Regions from separate parts of the Rattus norvegicus genome. Here regions 2 and 3 are each linked to region 1. The links are chromatin contacts, called in public Hi-C maps. All regions are on one chromosome and are shown on one strand. The core of a region is the stretch at or near the end of the contact, and the rest is flanking DNA. Distances in the headings are between cores, read along the strand shown. Region 1 holds the start of Tcf4 (transcription factor 4). Region 2 has its middle 410 kb from the start of Tcf4. Region 3 overlaps Tcf4 (transcription factor 4).

Region 1 (2,509 bases), core at 8-2,507:
TTTTTTTTTTTCTGGGGTGGGGGTGTTTCCTAGGCAGCCCGACCCGGAGCGCCGCGTCTCCCCGCCGGAGCCCCCCCACCCATTTCTTTGCTGAACTTGCAATTCCGTGCGCCTCGCCGTGTTCCCCCTCCCCCCTTCCCTCGTCCCCTCCCCTCCCGGGAGAAGAGAGTTGGTGTTAAGAGTCAGGGATCTTGGCTGTGTGTCTGCGGATCGGCGGCGGCGGCGGCGGCGGCGGCGGGGAAGCCGGAGCGGGCGCGGGCGCCGGCCGTTGGAGGAGGTGGTGGTGGCGGAGGCAGGGGGATAGACATGACCGCCGCCTGGGCGCCGGCGCTGCACCGGGAGCCCCTCGTCGCGCGCGGGCGGTAGGTAGCGGCGCGGCGGGGCCGGCTGGGCGGATGCGCGGCGGGGCCGGGCCGGGCCGGGCTGGGCGGCCGCACACGGGCTCGGGGCCCCGTGGTCCCGGCTGTCCCCGCCGGGGTTCGGGAGCTGGGGAGCGGCGGCGTCCCCTCCCCCGGCCTCCGCCCCCTCCGGGCCCGGCGGGCTCCCGGGCACAGCGCACTTTGCCAATGGGCCTGACTTCAATTTTTTTTTTTTACAACCCTTTCTTTCACAAATTAGGGGTGCAGGACAATTGGAGGACCCTGAGGCTCTTCTGGGCTCTCCCTCCCCGGCAACCCCACCCCCCTGTGGACCGGTTTGCACTCCAGAGACGCTGGTCTTTAATTTCTTTCGAGCTACTTTGCAGGGCGAGGGGGGGGGGTGGGGGGTGGGGGGGGAGGGAGTGCTATGAGTGTGTGCGAGTGTGTGCGCGTGAGTGTGTGCGTGTGAGGGGGTGGGGTGGAGGGTGGGGGGAAAGTTGAGACCGGTTCGTGCAGTAGTTTCTCTTTTCTCTGTGATCCATTCATTTCTCGCTCTACCTCCTGTTGCATAAATGGATGCGCTGAAGAGCGGCTACCCCCCTTCTCTCCTGGATTTGGTTTTATAGTGGATGTTACTAGTTTGATCGTCTCTTTGGAAATACAATATTGCTATTTTTCCTTTTTTTTTTTTTTTTTGCTATTGCTGCCTATTCCATTAAAAAAAAAATCAAAACAAAACCCAACAACTCTCCCATTCCTTCCTCCTTTTCTACCTTAATCCCATCCGCCCCTATATCCCCCCCACCCCACCAAACCCCCCAGTCTCCAAAAATCCGATTGTGTTTTCTCCAAGGATTGGGACTGGATTTTCTGATTGCGGTTATTTCCATGTTTCTAGGTTTGTGTGATTTTGCTAAAATGCATCACCAACAGCGAATGGCTGCCTTAGGGACGGACAAAGAGCTGAGTGATTTACTGGATTTCAGTGCGGTAAGAAAGAACGGTGGAAACTAACAACAGCTGTGGAAAAAAAAAAAAAAACAACCCTCCCCCAACACTCCAGCTAGGCACCCATAGACATGGGAAAGACTGGGATAATTTTTAATTGGCTGAATCCTTGGAAAATGTGAGGGTCTTTTTGACAAGTTTTTTTCTTTTTAACAACTAATTTTGGGATGTGGAAAACTCAAGCTTTTTTATTTTTATTTTTTACGAGTTTAATTACTTGCCTTGATTTCTTTACCTACCAATTTCTCTATAAATAATGGAATCTCAATCCAGCAGAAAGGAAAACCAGATAACCCTCTTAAAACTATAAAGTCCACCAAAAACTTGGCCACGTCTGCACACAGAGTGCGCTGCTAACTTTGTGTCAGGCTGCACATCTGATTTACATAATATTTATTTACTTTAAAAATGGAAAATAGGCAGTAGAGGAGCTAGGTGCCCTGAACTTGAGGCGGATGGTTCTGTGTGGGTCCTCTTGACTTCCGCCTGGTCGCCTCTTCTGGGATTCTGGGAACTCCTATGCATAAATTGAGCATACATTGTTCAGTGTGCCTTGGACTATTTTAGTAAATTACAGTCTTGAAATCAGCACAAAGAGGAACTTACACACTTGTGGAGTTTTTACTACTGTACTCTCTTGGTTCTTCTTCCCTCCCCTCTGCTTCCAGACAAGTCAGGAGCATGGATGCAGTTTTAATGCCAGATGAGTTTGGTGTAACATGCGTTTTGTAAAGCAAAAGGGGGAAAAAAAAGAATCCCCCCAAACACACAAATAAAATCCACACCACCTTCTAAGTGGGGCTCCCCCACTCTGCTCCCGCTCCTGCTGCCTGCCGAAGCTGGCTGCCACCTCTGCTGCTCCTCCCGCAGACCCCGTGGAGAAGTGGTTCTCTGAAAGTTTTGGCAGGAAGCAGTGGCCCATAGGCGGCTTTGCAGCCCCCTTTCTGCTTGTTGCACTTTCTCCATTCGCTCCTTTGCTTTTTTGCAGGCTCTGACTCGGGGAAGGTGTGTGAAACGCATTAGACTGGAGGAGAAGAGGGAAACCAGTTAGGGCGGAAATAGATGCTGGAGAGAGAGAGAGAGGGAGTGAAAGATTGAGAGAGAGTGAGAGAGAGAGAGAGAGAGAGAGAGAGAGAGAGAGA
Region 2 (2,509 bases), core at 6-2,505, 410 kb before region 1:
GGGTCACGTAGGAGCAACAAAATAAACCAAGCAGCTGGGAGATCATCCTGGAAACTAACAGGGTTTTGATGACATGTATACAGTAAGTGCAATGGGTGACAGTAATGACATGTATACAGTAAGTGCAATGGGTGACAATAATGACTTGTATACAGTAAGTGCAATTGGTGGCTCAGACAAAAGATTCACTGTGGTTCACATAGGGACTCTTTTAAGGCAAAGGTTCCAAGGTCTCATCTGGAAAGGCAGGTTAGGTCAAGGGCTAAGTGCAACAGGAAATTAAGCAGACAATTGTCAGAAAGCAAAGCCTTGAGGACTCCTCTTTGTCACGTCTAAGATGACCACAGTCTTCCCACAGAGCCTGTTCCCGTTTTCAAGATATTACCCGGTTAGCAGCCACAGTGTCCCTTTGCAGGGAGACAGTCTGAAAAGGAAGCTAAAAGCGAAGAGGTCAGTGACCTGCCCAAGGTCACTCAGTTGGGAACTGCCATTCGTTCCAACTCTGAGCTATTTGGTCAACTGTACTGTAATGTCCAGGCAGGGGGACGACGACGACAACAATGATGATGATGATGATGATGATGATGATGGTGATGATGATGATGATGATGATGATGATGTTGTTGCTTGGCAATTCTCCCTCCCATGACAGGCGCCCCCTCCCCTTTTGACATGTGCAGGGAAGTAAGAAGATGCACAGAAAATAGCAGGATACTACCTTAAGACCTCACCGCTGCAAACAAAACTGGGCCTGTGTGTGTCTATGTCGCCGGCAAAGACACAGCACAAACAAGCACACCTCGCACAGAGGGTCGCTGGGAAGAGCGACATCTGTCCTAGGTTCATAATTTATCCCGGAATTACTGGTGATTAAACAACTGAGTTGTGCTACCATCTCAGATTTCCTCTTGACTTTCAGCCCTGTGCCCCCCCCCCGCCCCCCTCTCCCCGCCCACTTTTTAGTGGCCTTTGTTCTTCATTCCTGAGCCATCTGGTTGCAAAGTAAGGAAGGAGCACAGTGCAGCACGCTCATGAAAAAGCAGTACAGGGGGAAAAAAAAGATAGTAGGAGTGAAAACAAAAGACGAGGAAGCTCCTGAATTTTTAACGTCTCTTTTCAAATTGAAATATCACGGCTCCTAGCTCGCATGTGAAATTGGAGAGTGCGCAGGCCATCCACTAAATGATTGACAGAGGCCGAAAGCAGGCGGTCCACTCCTGGGCTCTGTGCTGGGTCAAGGCTGGGCTAAAGCAGGTCTGACTAGGCTCTGAAACCTCTCTGGACCCCACCACGTTCCTGAGGACGATCGGAGAAATGGCCTCCCTGCACCTGCTTCTAATGGCTCCCCTGACTGTGCGAGCCACCCCCCTTCCACCAAGGAAGTTTGTCTTCCCGAAGCCAAAGCTCTGAGTCACATCGCCATACAGAGAGCAGGGGTGTTTGTGTCCATGCTTTCTGCCGCCGTGTGAACGCATGCAACCACTACCTCAAAAATCGTAAATTCTCTCTTTCCCCGTTTCTGTCTGCCTGTTTATCTACAATCTGTCTATTTAAATTCTTTTTAAACAAGAAGGGAATATCTTTATGCCTGTTTGTAGGAATATTCTACATCCATCTGTTATTTACATCATTCGTTTTCCTGAGGTGTCTCCAACAAATCCTGGCTGGATGCACTGTATGTGTTATTAATAAAACAGCTGTAAAAATATTAACTGTACGGCCTAATTGTCAGGCCTGATTACGAGCCAAGTTTATCCCCAGATGGACGGGGAGACTCAGACTTGGGCTCCCTTCCAGATCTGACCCTTGCAGCTCACTTTATGCTGTGTTCTTTGACCATTTAAGCTGCTTTGGCTTTTTTTTTTTTTTTTTTTTGGTCTCCTAGGAATCTGTGCACATCCGGATTCCCAGCCTCCAGGATCCTGCAGGTGGCGCTGCTCCAGCTTCCTGTGTGTTCCTGGCCAGGTCTCTCTCTGCCTCTCTGGATTTGTGAAACTCCACAGACCTGTGCTGGAGAATCACCCTCTGGTAACTTACAAGAGGCGTATAAATATGGTCAGCATCGCCTTGCCCTGAACATTGTTGGGCTATAGCGTTTAGGGAGCCTACAGTGGAAATACAACCGTATTATAAGCATCAGGCTAGGATTCTGAAACCCAGAATGATATGCAGACACCCTTTTGTATCTGCAATCAGGTAAGTTTTTCAGCCACACCTCCTGGAATAGAACATAATGAGGTTATGAGCAGATTCTAGCAATACGCTTTTGCTGTAGTTACCTCTTCGGGCTGATTGGCTTAGCCCTGCCTAAGATATTACTGACTTAAGTATCACTGACCGAGGCTAAGATGTTTACTGCAGGGAAAGACAGGGCGTGAGTATGGAGGAAAAGCTCAAACTTGATTCTCCAGATCTCCAGAAAGTCTTGGCATCATCTGGGTCCTCTCGTTCTTAGCTGAGGACAAGTAACAGAAGACCTACTCGTTAGGCTGGGAAGGATGGTTAGCTC
Region 3 (2,509 bases), core at 7-2,506, 330 kb after region 1:
TTGAGAGAGAGATGGGAGTTTTGTTTCACATCTTCAGAAATACTTATTTAAAACATTTTGGTGGCCAAAAAAAATTGAAGAATTTTGCTTTGTGCGTTTCTAGTTTTCACTAGAGAAGTAAATGTTGATTCTCCACAGTAGACACTCATGGATACATGTTTTTCTGGTATAGTCACTGGGTAGTGGGCTCTCTAAATCGACACCTGGAAACACAGAGGTAAATGTAAGAACTTCCTGTGCCTCGGACTCCACCTTCTTAGTGGTTCTACCCCAAGGCGTGTGCTACAGAGTCAGCAACCACACCCCCAGTGCCACGGCCTCACCAACACTGAACTGCAGCATAGGTAGCACCATGTCACAAAACGCCATGGTAATCTTTTCAAGTCAAGTAACCGCGCTGAGCTCTGGAAGTTCATTCTCGGAAGCATGAGGAGTATTTGTACTCCGGCGTCTTTCTTCAGATCCAAGTAGTGGGGATGGGAGGAAGCTGGAAAAACGTCCAAACATCCTCACACGGCAATGATGGCATTACTGGTGTGTTTAATAAAACCTTTATTGGTACATTTTCCGGTGTGGTGGCCTTGGCAGAAGTGGTTCCCCTTTGGGTTTGGAGCTCAGCAGCTGATGAAACACAGTGAACATTAATTTGGAAAGGGCCGCCAGTTTTCGGAGAGCCAGGTGACATTTTATTATAGCCGTACCGAGCAGGGGGCTATGTCCCATGCTGCATAGCTTCCGCTGTCAGAGACTTAGCTGGCATTATGGAAAATGAGAGGCAGAAAGGAAAAGGGAAGAAAGAAAAGGAAAAAAAAAAAAGAAAAGAGAAAAGGATGGCAGGCCTGGGAATCTTATCCCCTGAAATGAAAGCCGAATGCCAAATTGAAATTCCTGTAGGATTTCCGATAGCAATGGGGGAATTGGGAAGCCCACAATTAAGCATATGGGCATTAAGATAATTGTCGGATCTGTTGGCGGACATGATAGAAGACAGATGGGTAAGAATCAGTGCGCTCCGCTGCAGCACCCTGGGAGACAATTTGACGTTTTACCTGCCTGAGCTGCTCTGCTGTGTTTGTCACTGGATGTAAGGCATGGCATCATACTGAGAGTTAAGTGTTGGGTTTTGGGTTTTGGGTTTTGTTTTTTTTTTCTTTTCTTTTCTTTTTTTTTTCTTTTTCTCTTTTTGTACAGACCTGTAGGTGTATGTGCAGTCCTTCAGCGCCCTCTAGTGAAATGCACAGGGCGGCTCTTCCCCCAAACTCCCACAGGCTACTGGTATTGCATCAAGTCCTAGCTACCCCTGGGAAATAGCCGTTGTCCCTCCTAGTCCACACTCAGTGCCCTGATTCCTTTTGTTGTTTCAGGTCGGGGCCCACCGTGAAGATGGCGTGGCACTGAGAGGCAGCCATTCTCTCCTGCCAAACCAGGTTCCGGTTCCACAGCTTCCAGTCCAGTCTGCAACTTCCCCTGACTTGAACCCACCCCAAGACCCTTACAGAGGTAAGTCAGGTCAGAAGGCATGCTGACCTTTGGGGAACAGCCGACTTCATGTAGATTTTAAGCGTCTTTGGCAGCATGTCGGAGGCCCTGGCAGAAAACCAAGAGCCAAATTTTGTACCAAAGTGGTAAATAATGGGAAAGGAGCTAGAATTTGGCCGGCTAATTTGTGTTCCTTCGGTAACGGTTACCCTCCGACACCCTCTGACATCCCAGTCCCATCTGAGTAGGGAATGAGACGACAGACTGCCGAGAGGAAATGTTATTTGAGCTATTTCCACATCTCACTCATTCAGATCCCCTAATACGGTTAGCTGTGGCCTGAAAATGAGCTTTCCAAATGGGTAGGAAGGAAATTGTTTCTGCTGTTCAAGATGGAAGGAAATGTAGGTACATTAAAAAGGAACTGGGGTGGTTGTTGTTTGCTCCTGAGTGATCAAGCCCGGGAACCATGTGTCATGTCCATGTTGGCATCCCCCACCCTGCCCCAGATACAGGGACCTGCCATGTCCCCAGGAAGTTGTGCTACAAAGACTCAACCTGGGTCCAGCTTCCTGTGCTACTCACGGGCCAGACGAACAATGGCCCCGCGTCTCCTCATTCCTTCCACTTTTAAAATAAACAGGATAATGCTACCTTGGGGAGTCCTATAACTAGCCTTTCAGCCGTTAAGCAGTGTGAACATTGTATACTTTTTATAGATACAAATGAGTTGTTCACTCTTTACCCAAGCAAGAGTGAGCCCTTGGCTTTTCTTTTTACTCTCTGTTACGCCGTTCTCAAACTGTAGCTGAAGAGTAGCAGATTCTGATAGCATGGCAGTGGACTGTGCCTTGCTCAGGGCTCCCAATGGTACAAATGCTCCCGGCCCCTGAAACAAATTCTCAGTCACAAGTTTTCAGAATACCGAGAGTATAGGTAGAAGATCTCCACGAGAGGCACGCGTCAACCTGAGAAATAGATGACATTAAGGTCATGTTTTAAATGTAATGTGGGGGCCAGAGAGACATTA

Evidence for each region. Hi-C and Micro-C count contacts between places; a contact is called where the count stands out from the background.
Region 2: a contact with region 1 is called in a Hi-C map of the A7r5 cell line, with 2.6 times the contacts expected there. The contact joins the enhancer-like site here to the promoter of Tcf4 in region 1. A contact is called at or near these places in 3 of 12 Hi-C or Micro-C datasets (the A7r5 cell line, frontal cortex and psoas muscle) and 1 of 1 datasets of contacts at active chromatin or transcription factors (oligodendrocytes).
Region 3: a Hi-C map of frontal cortex shows a contact between it and region 1, with 2.7 times the contacts expected there. The contact joins the enhancer-like site here to the promoter of Tcf4 in region 1. A contact is called at or near these places in 4 of 12 Hi-C or Micro-C datasets (the Rat2 cell line, Schwann cells, frontal cortex and 1 more) and 1 of 1 datasets of contacts at active chromatin or transcription factors (oligodendrocytes).

What each region holds. Positions count from the first base shown.
Region 1 is chr18:65,218,388-65,220,896 of GRCr8, forward strand. It overlaps Tcf4 (transcription factor 4), which reads left to right and starts at 1,258. Exons shown (of 19, transcript NM_053369.2): 1 at 1,258-1,349. The coding sequence starts at 1,278.
Region 2 is chr18:64,809,711-64,812,219 of GRCr8, forward strand. No RefSeq gene overlaps it. Among named protein-coding and RNA genes, the nearest start is that of Tcf4, 410 kb to the right of the region's middle. Within about 2 kb of position 1,256, at least 34 of the 93 cell types and tissues checked have an H3K27ac peak or open chromatin away from gene starts, as enhancers often do. A contact at or near this core is called in the A7r5 cell line, where this site is marked.
Region 3 is chr18:65,549,970-65,552,478 of GRCr8, forward strand. Tcf4 (transcription factor 4) reads left to right here. Exons shown (of 19, transcript NM_053369.2): 15 at 1,365-1,500. Among named protein-coding and RNA genes, the nearest start is that of Ccdc68, 270 kb to the right of the region's middle. Within about 2 kb of position 1,257, at least 14 of the 93 cell types and tissues checked have an H3K27ac peak or open chromatin away from gene starts, as enhancers often do.